Regions from separate parts of the Pan troglodytes genome. Here region 2 is linked to region 1. A link is a contact called in public Hi-C data. All regions are on one chromosome and are shown on one strand. The core of a region is the stretch at or near the end of the contact, and the rest is flanking DNA. Distances in the headings are between cores, read along the strand shown. Region 1 has its middle 7.8 kb from the start of PSMD6. Region 2 overlaps PRICKLE2 (prickle planar cell polarity protein 2).

What was found. Hi-C and Micro-C count contacts between places; a contact is called where the count stands out from the background.
Region 2: a Hi-C map of stem cell-derived neural progenitor cells shows a contact between it and region 1, with 4 times the contacts expected there. The contact joins two enhancer-like sites. A contact is called at or near these places in 2 of 7 Hi-C or Micro-C datasets (induced pluripotent stem cells and stem cell-derived neural progenitor cells).

What each region holds. Positions count from the first base shown.
Region 1 is chr2:67,999,349-68,005,435 of NHGRI_mPanTro3-v2.0_pri, reverse strand. No RefSeq gene overlaps it. Among named protein-coding and RNA genes, the nearest start is that of PSMD6, 7.8 kb to the right of the region's middle. Within about 2 kb of position 3,930, at least 6 of the 24 cell types and tissues checked have an H3K27ac peak or open chromatin away from gene starts, as enhancers often do. A contact at or near this core is called in stem cell-derived neural progenitor cells, where this site is marked.
Region 2 is chr2:68,154,137-68,160,223 of NHGRI_mPanTro3-v2.0_pri, reverse strand. All of the region lies in intron 3 of PRICKLE2 (prickle planar cell polarity protein 2), which reads left to right. Among named protein-coding and RNA genes, the nearest start is that of PSMD6, 160 kb to the right of the region's middle. Within about 2 kb of position 2,578, at least 12 of the 24 cell types and tissues checked have an H3K27ac peak or open chromatin away from gene starts, as enhancers often do. A contact at or near this core is called in stem cell-derived neural progenitor cells, where this site is marked.

The DNA of each region.
Region 1 (6,087 bases), core at 2,681-5,180:
CAGCCCCTGATTACAATAGTAATTTTATCAAGTTATCCTTGGATTTGTAATAGTTTTGCTTGAGGCATTGGGCTTCTACAGTTTGGTGTGCGAATGTTTTGTCAGTTGCATTGTTTTAATAAATGTCAGTATTGTGGTTCCAAAATGGCCCTCTACATCCTGTTGAGTGATTTTACCTCTTCTGTTCATCTTCTTCCATCTTCAGATGCCTCTTCCGGTTCACCTGTGGTTGGTTTTCAGTCTTGATTATTTCCTCCGAAAGGGGTTTTGTGGTGCTATAGTTTCTATTTGCTTATCTTCAAATGTCTTTCAGCCCGACAGATGGAAGATATCTTAGCTGGGTATAGGATTCCTAGGTTGCTGTCCTTCTCTCTTTGATGTGACTCCATTGTGTTTAGCTGTCAGTGTTGCAACTGAGAAGTCTTAGGCCACTCTGATGAGTTTTTCGCTGTATGTATATGTCTTTTGTGGATGAGAGGAGTGGATTGAAGGATGGGAAAACAATGTCAACCAGGTGTCACCACGCACAATTCCAGGAGGCACCATTCACATCAATTTTCATCATAAGAGTCATGGATGACTGCAGGTCAAATTCTTTCCAGCATCTGCCACTGTCTTGTCCTCATCCTAGGCTATCTGAAGCCTCATCTCCAGGTACTTCCCCAGCCTATAGGGAAAAAATACTTCCACCAGTTTTCTCCACCTGGGCTTCCAGAGAGCTAAAGGTCTCCCCTGAACCTCACTTCCCTTAGGCCTCAGTAGGAAGACTTCACGAGATGCAGAGGCAGAACTGAGCATGGAGATAAAGAGGGTTGCTTTTGGGTAGCCATGGGCCCAGAATGCCCCTCATCCCTTAGAGCGTAATTCTTTAAGCAAGGCTTGCTTATAATTTTTCCTCTACAGATGTGAGCTCTTCAAATTGAGAGATCTCTCAGTGACAACAAAGTGGCTGTACAATAACTATAACATCATTTTAAACAGATTAGGCACTAAATTAGTCTGAGCGCCATAGCTCACACCTGTAACCCCAGCATTTTGGGAGGCTGAGGTGGGTGGATCACTTGAGGTCAGGCGTTCTAGACCAACAAGGTGAAACTCTGTCTCTACTAAAAATGCAAAAATTAGCCAGGCATGGTGGCGGGCGCCTGTAATCCCTGCTACTCAGGAGGCTGAGGCAGGAAAATCGCTTGAACCCAGGGGGCGGAGATTGCAGTGAGCCAAGATTGCACCACTGCACTCCAGCCTGGGCCACAGAGCAAGACTCTGTCTCTAAATAAATAAATAAAAATAACGGGTTACACGCTAAATTATTTCTTCCTAAAATAAAGCTGAATGTGTTGGAATCATTGTTCTCTATTAATAAAAAAAGAGGAATATTAAAAATTTCAAACAAAAATTTGGCTTGTTCATGGTCTAGGAAACCTACCAGGCAGCCTGCTTTTGAAAAGGAGAAGATAAGGTTCCACAGCACATGGCGTGACAACCATTTATGACCTCTCCAGAGACAATATTCCACACGAGACCATCTGATTAGAAAGCAGAGTCCATGAAATAGACTTGTCTTGCTATTTCTGTGTGCTTTTAGGAAGCCTCTGCTCACTGAGAAGAAAGAAAAGAATGTTCCTATAAACTTGTGATGGAAAAGCAATAAAAGCCACCAGAGACATTCTGAAATTTTTATTCTAATATTTCACTGACCAGAAGGAAGAAGCAGGAAGCCTTGCTTCCTGCAAGTTCAAGAAATAGTTGTCAGCAATAAGGAGAGACCACATTTTTCTGCCTCGTATAAAGCTTAAAAAGCAGGGGAATGGGGTTCAGAGAGAAAAGGGCAATTGATCTAATTGGACTAGAAGAAAGTATACTTTAAAAATTTTTTATTATGATAAAAATGCATAAAATTTGGCATTTTAACCATTTTCTTATTTCTTATTTTTTATAGACAGGGTCTTGCTCTGTCACCCAGGCTGGAGGGCAGTGGTGCAATCATGGCTCACTGCAGTCTCAACTTTCTGGGTTCAAGCCATTCTCCTCCCTTGGCCTCCAGTGTAGCTAGGACTAAAGGTGCAAGCCACCACGCCTGGCTAATTTTATTTTTACCATTTTCAAGTGCATAATTCACAGGGATTAATTGCAACTATCACTGCCGTCTTTTTCCAAAACATTCTCATCACTCCCCACAGATACTCTGTACCCATTAAGCACTAACTCCTTATTCTCCTTTCCCCAGCCCCTGGTATCCTCTGTTCTACTTTTGTGTGTGTGTTTCTTTATGAATTTACCTATAGAAGGAAGTATTTTTGTGTACCAGGGAGCAGTAAAACCAAGTCAGTGAAAAGACTACCTCTTAATCGATTCAGTACTGAATTCCGTAGACAAGCGAAGCCACGCAAGGTTTCAGAGCAAAAAATACAAGCCGGCTAGAGCATTGCTTTCAGAAGCTTCATCTGGCAGTGGTGTGTGGGATGGATTGGGGTCTGGAGACCAGTTGAGAGGTTGTTATAAAAGCCCAGGCTGGGGGTAAGGAGCACTTGGAGCCACTACTGAAATGAGAAAGAAGATTTAGGAGACATTTTAGGGAATATACAGGAGGAAGCAGCCACAGGACCTGGCAAAATTACCTCGGGGAAAAAAGGGAGGGAGGATGACAGATGTTTTGAGTCTGGGTGACTCGGGTGATTAATTTTTAAACTATGCATTTTTAATTAGGCTTCTATAAAAAGTCACAAAACAGTCATTTAAATTATCAACAAAGGGTTCCAAAAAAAGATCAGAAATGAGTGTGATGTTCTTTTAGGAAAAAAACCTGAATCAAACAAAAGAATTCTATCTTCTAAATGTCAAGGTTCATGTGACATGACATGGCATTTCATAGGAAAGGAGGGAGGTAGGGAGGACCAGGGTAATCAATCAATCTAGAATGCTCGAAGGTAGGAATTCAAGGGAGGGAGAAGGAACTGACTCTATACGGAAGGCCATTATTCATGGAGAGCATGTTGTGGCTAATATTTAATAATAAGAAGTACGATATTATGGCTAGAAGCGTGGAGTCTGAATCCAGACTTTTTGAGTTCAAATCCTACTCTGTCATGAACTAGCTGTGTGACCTTGGTCAAATTGCTTAACCTCTCTGAACCTCTGTAATATGGGTTAATATAATATCTATCTGATACAGTTGTTTAATTGATTAAATGACTTAATATATATGTAATGCTTAAGTACCTAGCACATAGCAAGTGCTATACAAGATTTTGGCACCATTATTATTCTTAGGCTAATTTAAAAGAGCAACGTAAAATTTAAAAAGTTTCCCTGTAAGGTTGAATAACTTACTAAGGAAATCAGAAATAAAGGAATCACAAAGTCCGACATACAGCCACAGCTGAAATACCTCTTTTCTGTGATTTAAGAATGCTGCCTTCTTAGGCCAATGCTAATTATTCACCTGCTTATTAAATATTATTTTAAAAACACTTAAATTGGTATGATACTAACTCACTTTTTAAAATTCATTGACTTGGAATTTTTCTAACCAAGTTTAAATTTATTTGTTTCAATGGTCTGAGTCCATTCACTTTTTTTGCCCATGACAAGGGATGCTGAGTTGAACAGGAAGTAGGGGTCAAATCAGTAGATAGTTGACTAAATGAAGGAAATAATGATTTGTATATTTTCCGAGGCGATCTTTGAGGTGAAGGTCTAAATTTAGGAATATGGATCTTTAAGGATTTTTTGCTTCATTTGTAACCAAAATCAGGGCAGCGGTTCAAAGGACAGACTCAGCTTTTACACCAGTGGTTTTTTTCAGTGATTTTTCTCCTGTGAGACTTAGAAAATGCTGTGCTTACCATCCAGTGCCTCTGTCGTGCACCCCTGTCCTTTGCTAGGGCTGCACGTCGTCACACCCACCTGGCCTAGAATTCCCCATCTCCCGGTGGGACCGGAAGACAGTCTACATCCGCACGCCGTGCTCTGCGGGAAGCGGTGGATACTGCTGCCCTCTGCTGGTCACCACTTGAAACACTTCTCCTGGGCTTTTCCGAGGAAAGGGGCTGTGAATAAGCAAAAATCGCAGCACCAGAAGAGGGATGGGTTCGAAACCTCTGTAACCCGAAACCGTCGAGCTCACCCACCCACCAACCTCCTGTGCACCTTGCAAAAAACAAAAAAAATTTTTTTTTTTCAAAATAAAAACAGGCCAGGCGCAGTGGCTCACACCTGTAATCCCAGAAATTTAGGGGGCAGAGGCAGGTGGATTGCTTGAGCCTGGGAGTTCCAGACCGGCCTAGGCAACATAGCGTGACCTCGTCTTTACAAAAACTACCCAAAAAAGCCGGGTGTGGTGGCGACCCCCGTAATCCCAGTTACTAGGGAGCAGAGGTGGAAGAATCACTTGATCCCAGGAGATCGAGGCTGCAGTGAGCTGAGATCGCTCCACTGCACTCCAGCCTGGGCGACAGAGCAAAATGCTATCTCCAAAAAAAGTATTAATTAATTAGTTAAAATAAAAACAGTACTAAGTAGTACAGATGAGTGATAGGAAGTCCAATACGGTTCTGATTCGTCCCATGATTAGACCACACCTCTTGTTTAAATGTTTACCGGTTAATTCTTTCCCAATGTTCACTTTCTTGTTCCTATGCTTTGCTGCATCAGCGGGTGGTTGAGACAGTGCTGTTTCAATATGTGCAGGGTAGTTTCTTCAAGTTTATCTTAAGAAATTGCAATGTACTTGCTGCATGTGTTACCATAGTGCTCTGTGGCTGTGTCTTAGTTTCACTTGTTTGCTTACACAAATCAGAGACTCACCCTTCTTTTTTTTTTCTTTCGATATTCCATATTCTAGTGGTTCCTTTGAATTTATGCTTTTATAGTGTCTCTCCTCTAGTCCTCTTTATCATTTTTGTTGTTAAATAATTGCATTTGATTTCTGGAAATTGCTCCATATCAGCTCATAAACATTTTCTTTATTTATTTCTTTATTATTTTTTACAGCTGCATAATACCCTATCATGTGTTATGTACCATCGTGTATACAACCATTTTCCTATATTTGGGCATTTAAGTTGTTTCCAGTATTTTACAATTTTAAACAATACTGCAATGAATAACCTTGTGCATGGGTATTTTTGAATTTTTGGAGGTGTAGCTTCAGGATAAGTTCCCAGAAGCAGGATTGCTGGGTCAAAGGGTGAATGCATGGGTATTGTTGTTAAATTGCAGGAAATTGTTCTTCTTAGGGTCAGAGACTCCCTATGAGACTGCAAGTGACTAGTATTTATTGTGAGGATAATTTAACAAGTGATTAAAAACACTGGAATATTAGTACTCAAGAAAATAGGGTGTGACGTCAGCGAAGGCAAGAGGCATAAACTCAAAGAGTTGGGAAGAGCAGGAATAGTAGCATGAATTGGTGTTGTAAAGATGGTTTTGCTGCTGGATTTGCATGTAAGGTTGACCTTAGTCTTTTTGCCACATAGGCTGATGATGATCCACCCCTGTGTGCCATCATTTTCTGTGGCTAGGTTCTTTTCTGTCCGTCTGCTTCTGCTCAGATTCCCTCCGGGCTCCTTTGCTCAGTAAGGCGTACCTCTGTTTCTCCTGCCCCTCCTTGCTCCTGATTTCAGCCTGCTATTCAATCTCTGACAGATCCCGGCTGCTCTCCTCCAACATCCTCCCTTCTATTTCATGACCCTATGGTGTCTACACCCACTACTAGCTGGTGATTCCAGCCACAGTTTCTAATTCAGATTCTGAAAAGTAAAAGTCTGAGTGTCCCAGATCTTCCCTTTGGAACAACAGTTTGTAGGCTTCAGGTAGATGATCACTTGCAGTTCAGACTGCTTCCCTGGGTGTCATGTGTCTACCCAGGATGAGCCCTACAGAAGGACTGTGGGTGGAACTAGAGGTATGACAGGTTAACATGATTGATATGTAAATTTTAGGCAATTTACCAGAAGTGGGAGGATGGCCACTTCTCAATGGCTACGCTGGTTCAGCTGCAAGTTCCTGATTTTTCACATCATGTTCCCAGGATCGTATACTTAGCGCCCTGCAGATGACTGTGTGCTGATTTTCAAACCACAAAGA
Region 2 (6,087 bases), core at 1,329-3,828, 160 kb before region 1:
ATCCCTGGACATGAAGGCGGGACAGTCCAACTACCTTGCTTGCCCCTGGAAAATTGGAGGCGCTTAATCATCCATCCCCTTGATGTTTCTGCCCCAGGTGCAGATAGGGCAACAGAGAGCCCCCATTTGACTACAGAGGTGACATCTTCCATATGTTAAATTCATAGCTAGTACTCTACTTACATTTATTTATGTCCATGCTACCTTCCAAAATGTGAGTCTGTTAGAGACGGACATTGTCTTATTCACCACTCTATGCTCAGTACCAAAAATAATGCTGGGCACATACTAGCCATTTAATAAACAGGGTTTGCATGAATAAACAATCCCATTTAATCCTTGGTACAAAATCTTCCATTTCTCCATTGAAATCATTGAGGCTCACAGGATCAGAAACTTGACCAAGATGCCACAGTCAGCGAGGGACAAAGACAGCACTTAAACCAGCCATTTGTCTGACTCCAGTGCCCGTGTGGGCTCTTCCTCCTCCACCCCTTCCTCATGCACAGTGAAGAGCATGCACATTGCTCCACTCAGGGAATCAGATCCAAGAAAGCAGACTTGGTGTGAGTTGGAGGAGGGGAACAGCATGAGTCACACAGTCTCTTTCATTCTTAGGGATGGGAAATTTCTCCTAATCTGAGGTTGACCTTAGTGACTAAGGAATTCATCTTTTCCCCACCTCCAGTTTCCCCACCACTGCAGGAAGCAGCATGGCCCTGCTTCAAAGATTTGTTTCCCTATCGACAATCTCTGTTTATCCTTATCTCTTCTCACTCTCTTACCCTGGCTTTACTGTTCTTCCTCCAGGGGCTCTCATGTTACTGGTACAGACAGCATCACGTACCTGGGCACTCAATAGTGACATTCATTCAGCAAATATTTTTTGAGTGCCAACTATATGGCAAGCACTTTCCTAGGCACTAGGGGACAGCTGTGAATAGAAAAACAAGTACTTCTGCCTTTGTGGAGCTGACAGTTTAGTGAAGGATGCAGACAACTTAATAGCTGAATAACAAGACACATTCAGAGACCGATGTCTATTAACAAAGCAATAAGAAAGGGTGATATGATCTAGAGCAAGGAGTTGACAGGCTTTGTCTGTAAAGATCTAGATAGTAAATATAGGCTTCATGGATTGTACAGTCTCAGTGGCAAATACCCAACTCTGATGTTGTAATGTGAAAGCAGGCATGGACAATAGGTGAACAAATGGGCATGGTCATGTGACAATAGAACTTTACTTACAAAAACAGGAAGGGGGCCTGATTTGAAACACAGACCCCTGATTTAGAGAATCTATCTACTTTATATTGGATGTCTAAGAGAAGCCTCTCTGCAGAAGTGACATTTGAGCTGGGTCTTTACATGGAATGATGGCTTGATTACCCAGATTTGGTCTGCCTCGTCCGGTGGTTTTCAAAACAAGGTTCCCATACCAGTACCACTAGTATCACCCGGGAACTTGTTAAAGGTAGACTCTTGGGACTTGCCCCAGACCAAATAAACCAGAACTCTGAAGATGGAGCCCAATAATCTGTTTCAACAAAGCTTTTAGGTGTTTCTCATGCATGACAAAGCTTGAGAGCCATTACTATTGGCTAATGGAAAAGCCACATTGCTAGGAATAGATGAGGCCACATCTTGACTCCATCACTTAACTCTGTAACCTTGGGCATCTCCCGCATCAGTTTTCTTAGCTGTAACATGGGGATGCTTCTGCCCAAGTCTAAAGTAGCTAACAGAGAAGAAGTGAATTCATCTTTGTAAGGATCCTAGGAGAAAGCGGACACAAAATAGGTCCTCAGCAAATGGTAGCTGCTGTCCTCATCAGAATCATTATTTGAATCTCCAAGACACTGAAGCAGATTTGCGTGCAGATACGGATGAAGGGTGTGCCCCAGAAGCTACCCAATCCCATTCCTGTCTTTTTCCCTTTGACTGGCATGCCCTGGATATCACCCAAATACAAGGCTGATTGTTAAAGGAAAACTCAAGATGCTTTTAAAAGTCTTTCACTGGCCGTGTTTCTTCAGCTCCCTTTCTGGCCTGTTAACCTAGAGCATGCGCTGATACCTTTTACTGCAGGACCGTGAATTATACAGCTGTGACTCACCACCACCCGGCTGGGGCCACAGTGCCAGGCGTCCAGCTTTACCGTTAGCTTTCAGGCTACTGACAGTTTGCTCTTTTATGTGAGAAGCTATTTATACCAGGAGGGACAAAGGCTGGCAGATGCTGGGGGAAGGGAGAGAAGAATGACAAAATGGTTCATCTCCCAAGGTCTGCTGGGTGGTTTTGGCTTATAGGAAAGGAATGCACTATCTAATAGCCCTTCTAAAACCCCCATAAAAACCGTCATTAGACTCACCAGCCATTTGCAGAGTGTTGTCTTTATTTCATTACTCCATCAGCACATGCTGAGATCAAAATGGAATTTCATGGTACAGGGAGATGCATGTCTCTCCAACTGAATTGGATTAAATTCCCCCTAAGCTGCATCTCCTAGTTAGCCTTCACTGTCACTCACCTCGGTGTTTTCAATGCAGTTTGAGAGATGAGTTGGGAAGGGAGGGAAGAAGGGGGCAGGGCAGGAGGAGGCTTCAAAGCAGTCCACCTCACTCTTCTTGGGAAGCTAGTCACATGAACAATGCTGTATTTATCTTGGCTCCAGAAATACACTGATGTCATCAGATGGCAATGGGAAATATGCCTGTGTGTGCAGCTTTCAATAAAACTGCCTGTTAATAAACTTGTTTTCAACGGAGCTGTCAGAGTTGGGACTAGAACCTGGGTTCCCAGGCTTCAGGGCCTCTGCCAGATGAAGTCAGCAGCAACATGGCCAGATTCCACCAGCAGGGACTTGTCAAGTCTTGCGTGCAGATTATGAGGCCTGGAGAGGCCAAGGCTCATTTGCAAATGCAGGAAGAGAGACCTGCAATTGAAGTTCTAGCTTTCAAGACAGGTATCTCCAACCTTTACAGTAAATTCACTCTGGGGTCCTAAAGTTTGGGACTTGGCCTCTTACTTAGACTTCCTGCATAAATTCACAGCTGCACACCCTTTCTGCTGACTGGGCAGTCTACACTGTAGCCTGGTGTGAGAGTTGATGTAGTATCAAGATGATCTCCTCTGCCTTATGACGCAGGAGATATTTTGAGTAATTTCATGGGATGATTGGATTAATCCACCACCAAATCAGCAAGTAACTAACTTCCTTCCTCAATCTATTTATCTGCCTGTGCCTTCATTTATTCATTCATTTGTGCATTCAGCCATTTATTCGTTCAACAGTTGTTTATTAAGTACCCATATGTGCAAGCTGTTAGTATAGGTGTGATTTCAATATGGCAGTTTTCCAGGTCCAATCAAAAACTGGAGCTTTCCAACACCAGTCTTTATATGTTGCTTTAGGTGGCCTGGAGCCATACAAAGGTAGATGTAGAAAGAGTCTCATGGAAGACCCATGCAGACATCAGGCTTTGTGCTGGCCTCTGATAACTTCTGTCTTTTGAGTAACTATCCTTCTGGGCTCATAAGTGTTTGAGAGTCTAAGCTTCGATGATAACTAGCTCTGTGTTCAAATTTTAGCTGTGCTGCTTTCCAGCATCGGCCAAGTTAATTCGCCTCCCCAAACTTTCATCTCATCTTCTGAAAAATAAGGATGTCAGTACTTAACTACAGCATAGTTGTGAAAATTAAATGAAACAATGCTTTAAACATTTGTGGTTTTTAAAGTGGCTGCTCTTAGTTTTCTTTTCCATAGTCAAAAATTGGAAATAACTCAAAAGTCTATCCACAGGTAAATGGATAAACATATTGTATTATATCCATGTAGTATACTACTACTTTACAATAAAAGTGAATGAACTGTTGATCTATGCAAAGTGAATCAGAGTCTGAGAATCATTATTCCAAATGAAAGAAGCCAGGCAAAATAGTACACACTTTGAGATTTCATTTATATAAAACTCTAGAAAATGCAAACTAATCTGTAGTGACAGAAAGCAGATCAATGGTTACTTGGGGATGGGGAAATGAGAGGGAGGAACGACAAAAGGATTGACGAGAGTTCTGGGGGTGATAGGTACATTTGCTATCTTGATTATGTTGATGCTTTCATGGGTATATACATATGTTGGAACTTACCAAATTGTATACTTACATGTGATTTATTATATGTTGATACCTCGATAAAGTGATTGAATAAATGAATGAATGAAGTTACTCTTTAGCAAACAGGAAGGCAAGCTTCCTCCCATGCCAATGGTGGAGGCTTCCTAAGGTTTCATCAATTGCCTCAGGGAGTAGCTAAGTCTTTTGCCAAGCTTTTGTCAGAAAGAACTTCTCAGTATTAATCATGCATAATGAAAAGGAGATTTGGGGTAGAAACTCATCAACATCCAGATGGATGGCACAAGAAAATGAGTTCCACAGACTGGCTCATTTCATAATCTCTAAGCTCCCAAGGACAGTGCCTAACACGTAGTTGGCACTCAGTAAATAGTGGTGGTAGTTGTTATTGCTATGGCAATTATTAGAGTGGTACAAAAGTAATTGCTGTTTTTGCCATTACTTTTATCAGATAATCTAGCTTGGGGACTGACTTTTTCTAATTCTTAGTTGGGAGGCTGTCTTTTCCTAACTTACTGAAAGATACCAAAAATTCTAGCAGCAACCTAGGGGGGTCTGTAAACATTAACTTCCCTACAATCCTCGGGTCCTGAGAAACCTTTCTGACTCTTGCCAAAGGGTGTTAGGAAAAAAGAGATGGTGTCTCCATCCTCACTGGATCCAGTGTTTGGTGAGAAGGTAATAATTTCCTCAGGGTCGGTGATCAAAATTGTGAACACTTAATCTCTGTATGTTCCCAAGGACAATATCTAACATGTAGGCCCTAACATTTGGGCTTTTATTATAGTCTCCTTTCTCTTCCATCATTATGTAAGTTATTGCAAGAATCATAGCCTTAGAGAGGCAACCAGGGAAAAAAGCTGCAGTGCCAACCAACTAAGTTTGCCAACCACTTGGCAATTGTATGTGTGGTGAGAGAGAAGGTCAAATGACATGGATAAATTTGAGGTTGGGCTTGAACATAGTTGTGAAACATCCATCTTCTTTTGTGCCCCATTGCTGTGTGGATAGTCAAGAATTCATCTGGATGGTGAATATGCCATGAGAAACAGCTCTTCTGGCCTGGAACAGTGACTCATACCTGTAATCCAAGCTACTTGGAGCCTGAGACAGGAGGATCGCTTGAGTGATGGCTTGAGTCTAGGAGTTTGAAACCAGCCTGGGCAGCATAGCGAGATTCCATCTCAAATTTTTTTTTAAATCAGTGGGTCATTGGTGTGGGCCTGTAGCCCCAGCCATTCAGGAGGCTGAAGCTGGCAGATTGCTTGAGCTCAGGAGTTCAAGGCTGCAGTGAGCTATAATAGCACCATTGCATTACAGCTGGGTGACAGAGCAAGGCCCTGTGTCTTAAAAAAATAAAATTAAAATAACTAAACATAACTAAAAGAAACAGTTCTGCTGAAATATGGTCAGTGGGACCATTTACTGTGGTCTTTGTCAAGCACAGTAGTTAAGAGCCATGGCTGTGGTATCAGACGCAGCTGGGACCTGATCCAGTTCTGCCACTGTCCAGCTATATTTATGATTGGAGCAAGTTATTTTACCTTGTTGAGGTCATTCTTTCTCATCTATAAAATGAAGACAGTAATGTTTCCTGCCTTATAGAGCACTTAATCAGTACCTGGCATTTCAAGAAATGTGTATCTTTCCAGACTAGAATGGCCAATTGTTTTGAAAACACTTTTCTTGGTAAGGCCCATCTGGGGAAACAAGACTGAGATCTAAGTCTGAAGTTCTTGTCCATAGATGTTGGGGGCAAGAATTAAAGCATTCTAAGATATAAGCAAAACAAGACAGAACAGAAATTCTTAAGCCCAAACCTTGGATTTAATATTTAAGAAAACAGTCTCAGAGAACATACGTGACTTGCTCATTGTCGCATAGGGCCAGTGCTTAGGGAGCAGCTAATATACCACTCTTCCCCTACCACATCAGGGTAGATACCCAGGGAAT